Linked DNA regions of Mus musculus: region 2 is linked to region 1. A link is a contact called in public HiChIP or PLAC-seq data. All regions are on one chromosome and are shown on one strand. Each heading gives the region's core, a stretch centred on a gene start, on an enhancer-like site or on the middle of the called end of the contact. The rest is flanking DNA. Distances are from core to core; before and after follow the strand shown. Region 1 has its middle 58 kb from the start of Gm35271. Region 2 overlaps Gm29683 (predicted gene, 29683).

Region 1 (2,700 bases), core at 71-2,570:
CTTATAAATTAAATTATCAGAAGTATTTAGTTTTAAGAAAATGAAAATGTAATATAAAATAAATGTGGAAAGTCTGGTAAGAACAATGCCATTTTTTTCTTTTCCTTCCTTCCATAATCAGGGACAATATGTAGATATTATCAAAACTAGAATAAAAAATAATAAAATGAAATAAACAACTTGTCATTGTCCAGACTATTTTAGGCTAGGAACACCCTTAGAGGCCACATAACCAATAAAGCCACCTATGCTCCAGTCAATGGCCACTGGCTCCAGGGCCATGATACTTCTATAGCATTTGAAGGCAACATCTTCTGGATAAAAACAGCCTGTGAGCGTCCTAGTTATAGTTCACCATTGTTGTAGAGTAATCGGTATTATCATATTTCTGGTCCTTTGCTTTAGATCATAGAACTTTAGACCCTAGTTTTACCACTGTTCTCTCTCTCTCTCTCTCTCTCTCTCTCTCTCTCTCTCTCTCTCTCTCTCTCTCTCTCTGGGGTTACTTTATTCAAGATTTTATTCAAGATGATCTTTTTTCTATCTCCATCCATTTTCTTGTAAAGTTCATTCTTTTAACAGCTAAATGATATTCCAGTGTTTGAATGTACCACATTTTCATTGCCCATTCATCAGTTGATAAAGATCCAGGGTGTTCCCAATGTATGGCTACTGTGAATAAGCCAACAATGAACATTGATGAGCAAGTGTCTCTGCATTGGGATACAGAGTCCCTTGGTTGTATGCCCAAGCATAGTAGAGCTTGAGGTAGATCAATTCCTAGCTCCCTAGTTACTGCACACATAAATGCTGAAAGCTTAAAGAGTGGGGATTCTGATGGCCCAAACCATATTGGTTGAGGCTCAGGATGTTGTCTTAAGACTTCAACATCGTGCCGGATTATAAAGAGTTACAGGAGCACAAAAGCTAGATCACGTCGTATCTTGTGGGCCCTGGTAGTTCTTATCTCAATCTTGAGCACAAGAGGACAGCAGTGAAACATTTGAATCTAGAGAATGCTGTGACGTCATTTGTACTTTCATCACTGTAACTCTAGTATGAGAGGCAAAGCACATGAAGAAAGAATGGATGCCAAGACCTGTAGGCTCATGTGTTGATTGCAGTGATGAAAACATGTCATTAGATTCCAGAGATTCCTGGGAGGTGAAGTTAAGAATGTGGTTATAACTTGAAGATGGGAAAATGAAAGAGAAGTTGTCAAGGATGACTTCCAGCTATTTGGGTTAAGCAAGGCACTGGAGGGGTTATGATGTGTCATACATTGAAAAAGCCAGGTTTTGTTTAGCTGTATTTTGTGTGAGCGATGTCTTACAGATTAGATTGTGGAGGTGGTAAATTCTAGGTATCTTGGGACACACCCAGGTCAAGATGGAATGCAGGATGTTAGTCACAACCAGTCTGTAGCAATAGACATTGGTGATAATGCTCTAGTGCCCATGCTGAATTGTGAGACTGTTGGCTACCCTGCAGTACCTGTTCTCTTCTTACCCAGATGTATAACACAGAGAAGTATGTGACAAATTCCTCCCTTCTCAACTAATATTGGGAGAATCCACATACCCTTTGAATCGGGATTGGCCATTTTAGCCAATGTAGCATTACCAAATATGCCTCAATTAACCTTTAAACTCAAAGTTTTAATATGTTACATAAGTTAGACTCACCCCTTTTATTGCACTGGCAACTATCATGCTGCCATAGGGTGAGCCCTAGAGAAGCTTTCTAGAGGAATAGAATCTTTGTTAAGGTTGCTAAGCTCAATGCCCCCTTACCAATTAACCCAGAAGTATATGAAGATATTTAGCAGCTGACCACATCACCCAAGCATTCCCCAATAAAGCCAGTTGTGCTGGATCAAAAAAAAGGTAGCGACCAAAGTGACCAAACACTGAGTTCTAAATGAAATGGCTACTATTTGAACCATTTAATTTAGAAAAAAAATTGTTTCACATAGAACCTAACTAATGTAATCTCTGGCTTCCAGATACATTTTTTCCTGTTTCCCTTGCAGCTAAATCTGACTATATGACCATATGATCACATTCTCTTTATGGATAAGAAAGAGTGTGGAAGAACCTGGGTGGTTTTTTTTAATTGTTAGAAGAAACTTTGTATTCTCACCTCTCTCCCTCCATCTTCTTTATCCACCAGTGTGAGAAGTGGAACCTCAGTCACCACTATGGGTCAAAGGGACAAATTCCAGGCATGCAATGTTGAGCATAGGAAGAAGCTCATTTCTGTGAATATTTTTATGGAGCAGAATGTCACATAAGCTTAGACTGTCATCTTATATATGAGAAAGACACCCTATCCTACACAAGTCATTGTTGTTGGGACCCCATTTACCTACAAAGGGACTATACGTCTATTCTTTTTGTTGGTGGGTGGAGGAAGGCTGGCTCCTGCAACTTACCCTGTTACTATACAGACAAAGATAATCTCAAACTCATAGAAATGAGTCTGCCTCTGCAAGACTAAATGTCCATCATCAAAGCAGTAGAAGCAAGAAGACAGACATACTCCAGTCCTTGACTTTGAACTTGACTTTTCTGATGTCTTTTATCTTTTGTTCTTGTAGTTGCAGGTTTCTGTAACCAATCCCTAGCTGCTTTAGTCTGAACATTCTCCCCTCATCCAAATAACAATAGGTGTCTGATTGTCTAGAAGCTCTTTAACTGG
Region 2 (2,700 bases), core at 9-2,508, 190 kb after region 1:
GAGAAGAGGAGAGATCGCGGGTGGAGGGTAGAGAATAACGTCAAGACAGAAATCTAGAGACTGAGCTGGCTCCTTGAAAATGCTCACTCGGTTACCCTTTACCCGCTTTGGGCCCTGCCACCTCCTGGACCCTCACTCGAGCCTTTGGCATCTCGGATTGGCCTCCCCCTCGGGCACAAACAACACCAGCGCCATCCGGGCCCCTCGGCGTCGGCTCCCTGCCTAAGTCTCAGGACCTGAAGCTTAGTGCCCAGATGCAAAGAGCAAGGAGTTGGGGGTGGGGGTGGGGTAGGAACAAGCCTCGTGGAGGAAGAGTGGGTGGGTAGGAGAGTTGTTAAGGGAAAGGAGCAAAGAGGGCGGAGTGGGAGGGGTGGAACGGGAATACTGACACCTGGAAGGCATTGTCTTTGCTAGAGACACCTGTCAATCTCTGCTCAGGGGTCTTGAGGCCAGGGGCGGGGAGGCCGCCGTTCTCCTTGGTGATGTCATCTAGGAGTCTCGTCCCTAAGGAGGGTGGGAATGGCTCCGAGGGCGCAGAGCCCAGAGGGCTTAGAGAAGCGTGGGGGAGGAAAAGAGAAAATAAACAGAAGTAGCTCTCTCGGCTGGCAATTTACATGGAAATCAATAATCCAACTTTAATGTTATTTTTAATCTTCCCTGACCGTCTTGCCTTTTCACTAGGGGAGAGGGGATGAGGTTACAACAGCCCATCCCTCTACCCACACAATCGCTGGGGAAGTCTTGTTATCTCAAATCCCGGTGCAACCAACCCTTCCCCCAGATCCACACCCCGCCCCCCTTTTCTGCGGGTCGTTCCAAACGCTGCCTTCAGGCTTGAGAAGGAAACACTTTGGGACGAGTTTTGAAAGTCTTCCGATACTGCACCGGGTGAAGGGGGAGTTAATTAACGCCAGGCATGCTCAGCGAGTGGGAGAGGGGGCCTCGGCGTGGGTGGGCGGGCCAGGTCGACTGCAGAGGTGCGCGCAGTGCGGGAGGCGCGGGATCTGGAGGCCCGAACTTGCGGGCCTTTGCTGGCAGGAGGTGATCGGAGGTGGCTCGGGCAGGGAGCGCGGAGATGCCCCCAAGGAGTCCCCCCGTTAATCCTGGGGAATTCTGATCTCCCACCTACTGGGCCCCCACTCCCAACCCACCGTGTGCTACAGAACTCTCATTCTTTTCGGCCGGAGCTAATTAGCAGCCTGCCAGCGGCCTGATTTATGGAAACGCTCGGGCGGGCGGAGACGCACCGCTAGCGGAGCTCTGGCTGCCTCCGGGCGGAGCGAAGGAGGAGTCTCCACCGACCTCCTCCGACGAATTTCCCTCCTCCCTGCCAGGGGGAAAAAAAGAAGAAGAAGAAGTTGCTGTTTCATCGCTTCGACCTGGCTGGTCCAGGAGCCTACCCCCTCGCCCTAACCACCTTAACCTAGGACGCGGGGATGTTTAGGTTCCTGTGGGCAAGGCAGGGACTGTGGCCCAGTAGCAGCATCCCGCAAGTGTTGAGGCCACCAGGTTCCAGCTCCGGCTAGAATCGGAGCCTTCCAGCCCTGGGATCTCAGCTCAAGGTCCCCAGTGAAGGGACGTCGGATCTAAAGGCTCTTAGGGAGCCGCAGTAGGACCAAATCAGATCTCTAGGCAGGAAGGAGAGATGGGCGACTGCAAAGGGACAGACTCAGATGTCTTTGTCTGGATCCTAGAGGCCGCCGCCGGCCGTGTTCCTTTCCACTTTCTAGTTATTTTCTTTTTGGTGTTCTCCAGTGAGGTCCTCTCTTCGGTTCAAGCGAGTGTCCAGCGAAAGGCCATTCATTATTAGAAGCATTTAGCCAGGCGTTTATCCAAAGAAACAGTGCAAACCTGATGTTTGCCTTCCTGGGTTGTTGTGGGTGACCCAGGAGGAAGGGGGAAGTAGATCCCCCCCTTTACCCCGCGGACCCCAGTAGCGAGGGTGGAAGGAGGGGCCGGTGAAGGACAGAGGAATCTCAGCATGGACCTGTTGCTGGCGCTTAAGCAGCCCTTCTGCTCCTCAGAAAAGCACTGTTTGCCAGTGTTTCTCCAAGATGCACCAGAGGGACGCGACCGTGAGAGCATCTGTGCCTGCTAGAAGCATTTGGAAGGGACAAAACAGGCAGACCCAGAGGCCAGAGGCTTAGGCAGCCTCTCTGGCTCAGGGTTGAACTGGAAACTGGGCAGCGCAGGTGTGAAAAGTGGTAGGGGCAGAAGTCTCTGGCAAGATTGCCCGGTTCCTTAAGCTCGTTTCTCTCTCAAACCCTATCCCAGCACTCCAGGCCTTTCTGTGACTGAAAAGGAAGTGGTTGAGAACTGATTGTCTCTACAAGCTCAGTGTAAACTTTAAAATACCACCCCGTTCTGCCCTTTTCAGAAGTCGTTTTTTGATCTTCTGGCTGGTACAAGAGCAGCGCCAGCAACCTTCACCTCAAACCTGCAGACACCTGTCATTTCCTACCTATAGGGCTCGGATCCTCTCTCCTTGTGGAGACCAGTCTGTGTCATAGAGAGCATGAAGCTTCCTCTTGGGCCGAGAAAATTGAGAGAGAGAGAGAGAGAGAGAGAGAGAGAGAGAGAGAACGGGGGTGGGGGAGTATTTTCAAAAGGTAACATTCATGGAGTCTTCCAAACCCCTGACAGACTGTGAAACAGAGCCTGCTCTCCCTCTATAATGTGACATTCAGAACTTTGAGTGAC

Evidence for each region. HiChIP or PLAC-seq counts read pairs in DNA pulled down with a chosen protein or histone mark.
Region 2: an H3K27ac HiChIP or PLAC-seq map of the NIH/3T3 cell line shows a contact between it and region 1, with 4 times the contacts expected there. The contact joins two enhancer-like sites. A contact is called at or near these places in 7 of 115 datasets of contacts at active chromatin or transcription factors (the NIH/3T3 cell line, embryonic basal ganglia, embryonic forebrain and 4 more) and 1 of 9 other capture datasets (embryonic stem cells).

The regions. Positions count from the first base shown.
Region 1 is chr7:70,143,806-70,146,505 of GRCm38.p6, forward strand. No RefSeq gene overlaps it. Among named protein-coding and RNA genes, the nearest start is that of Gm35271, 58 kb to the right of the region's middle. Within about 2 kb of position 1,321, at least 14 of the 459 cell types and tissues checked have an H3K27ac peak or open chromatin away from gene starts, as enhancers often do. A contact at or near this core is called in the NIH/3T3 cell line, where this site is marked.
Region 2 is chr7:70,330,638-70,333,337 of GRCm38.p6, forward strand. The region is part of intron 1 of Gm29683 (predicted gene, 29683); the gene reads right to left. Among named protein-coding and RNA genes, the nearest start is that of Gm29683, 5.8 kb to the right of the region's middle. Within about 2 kb of position 1,259, at least 109 of the 459 cell types and tissues checked have an H3K27ac peak or open chromatin away from gene starts, as enhancers often do. A contact at or near this core is called in the NIH/3T3 cell line, where this site is marked.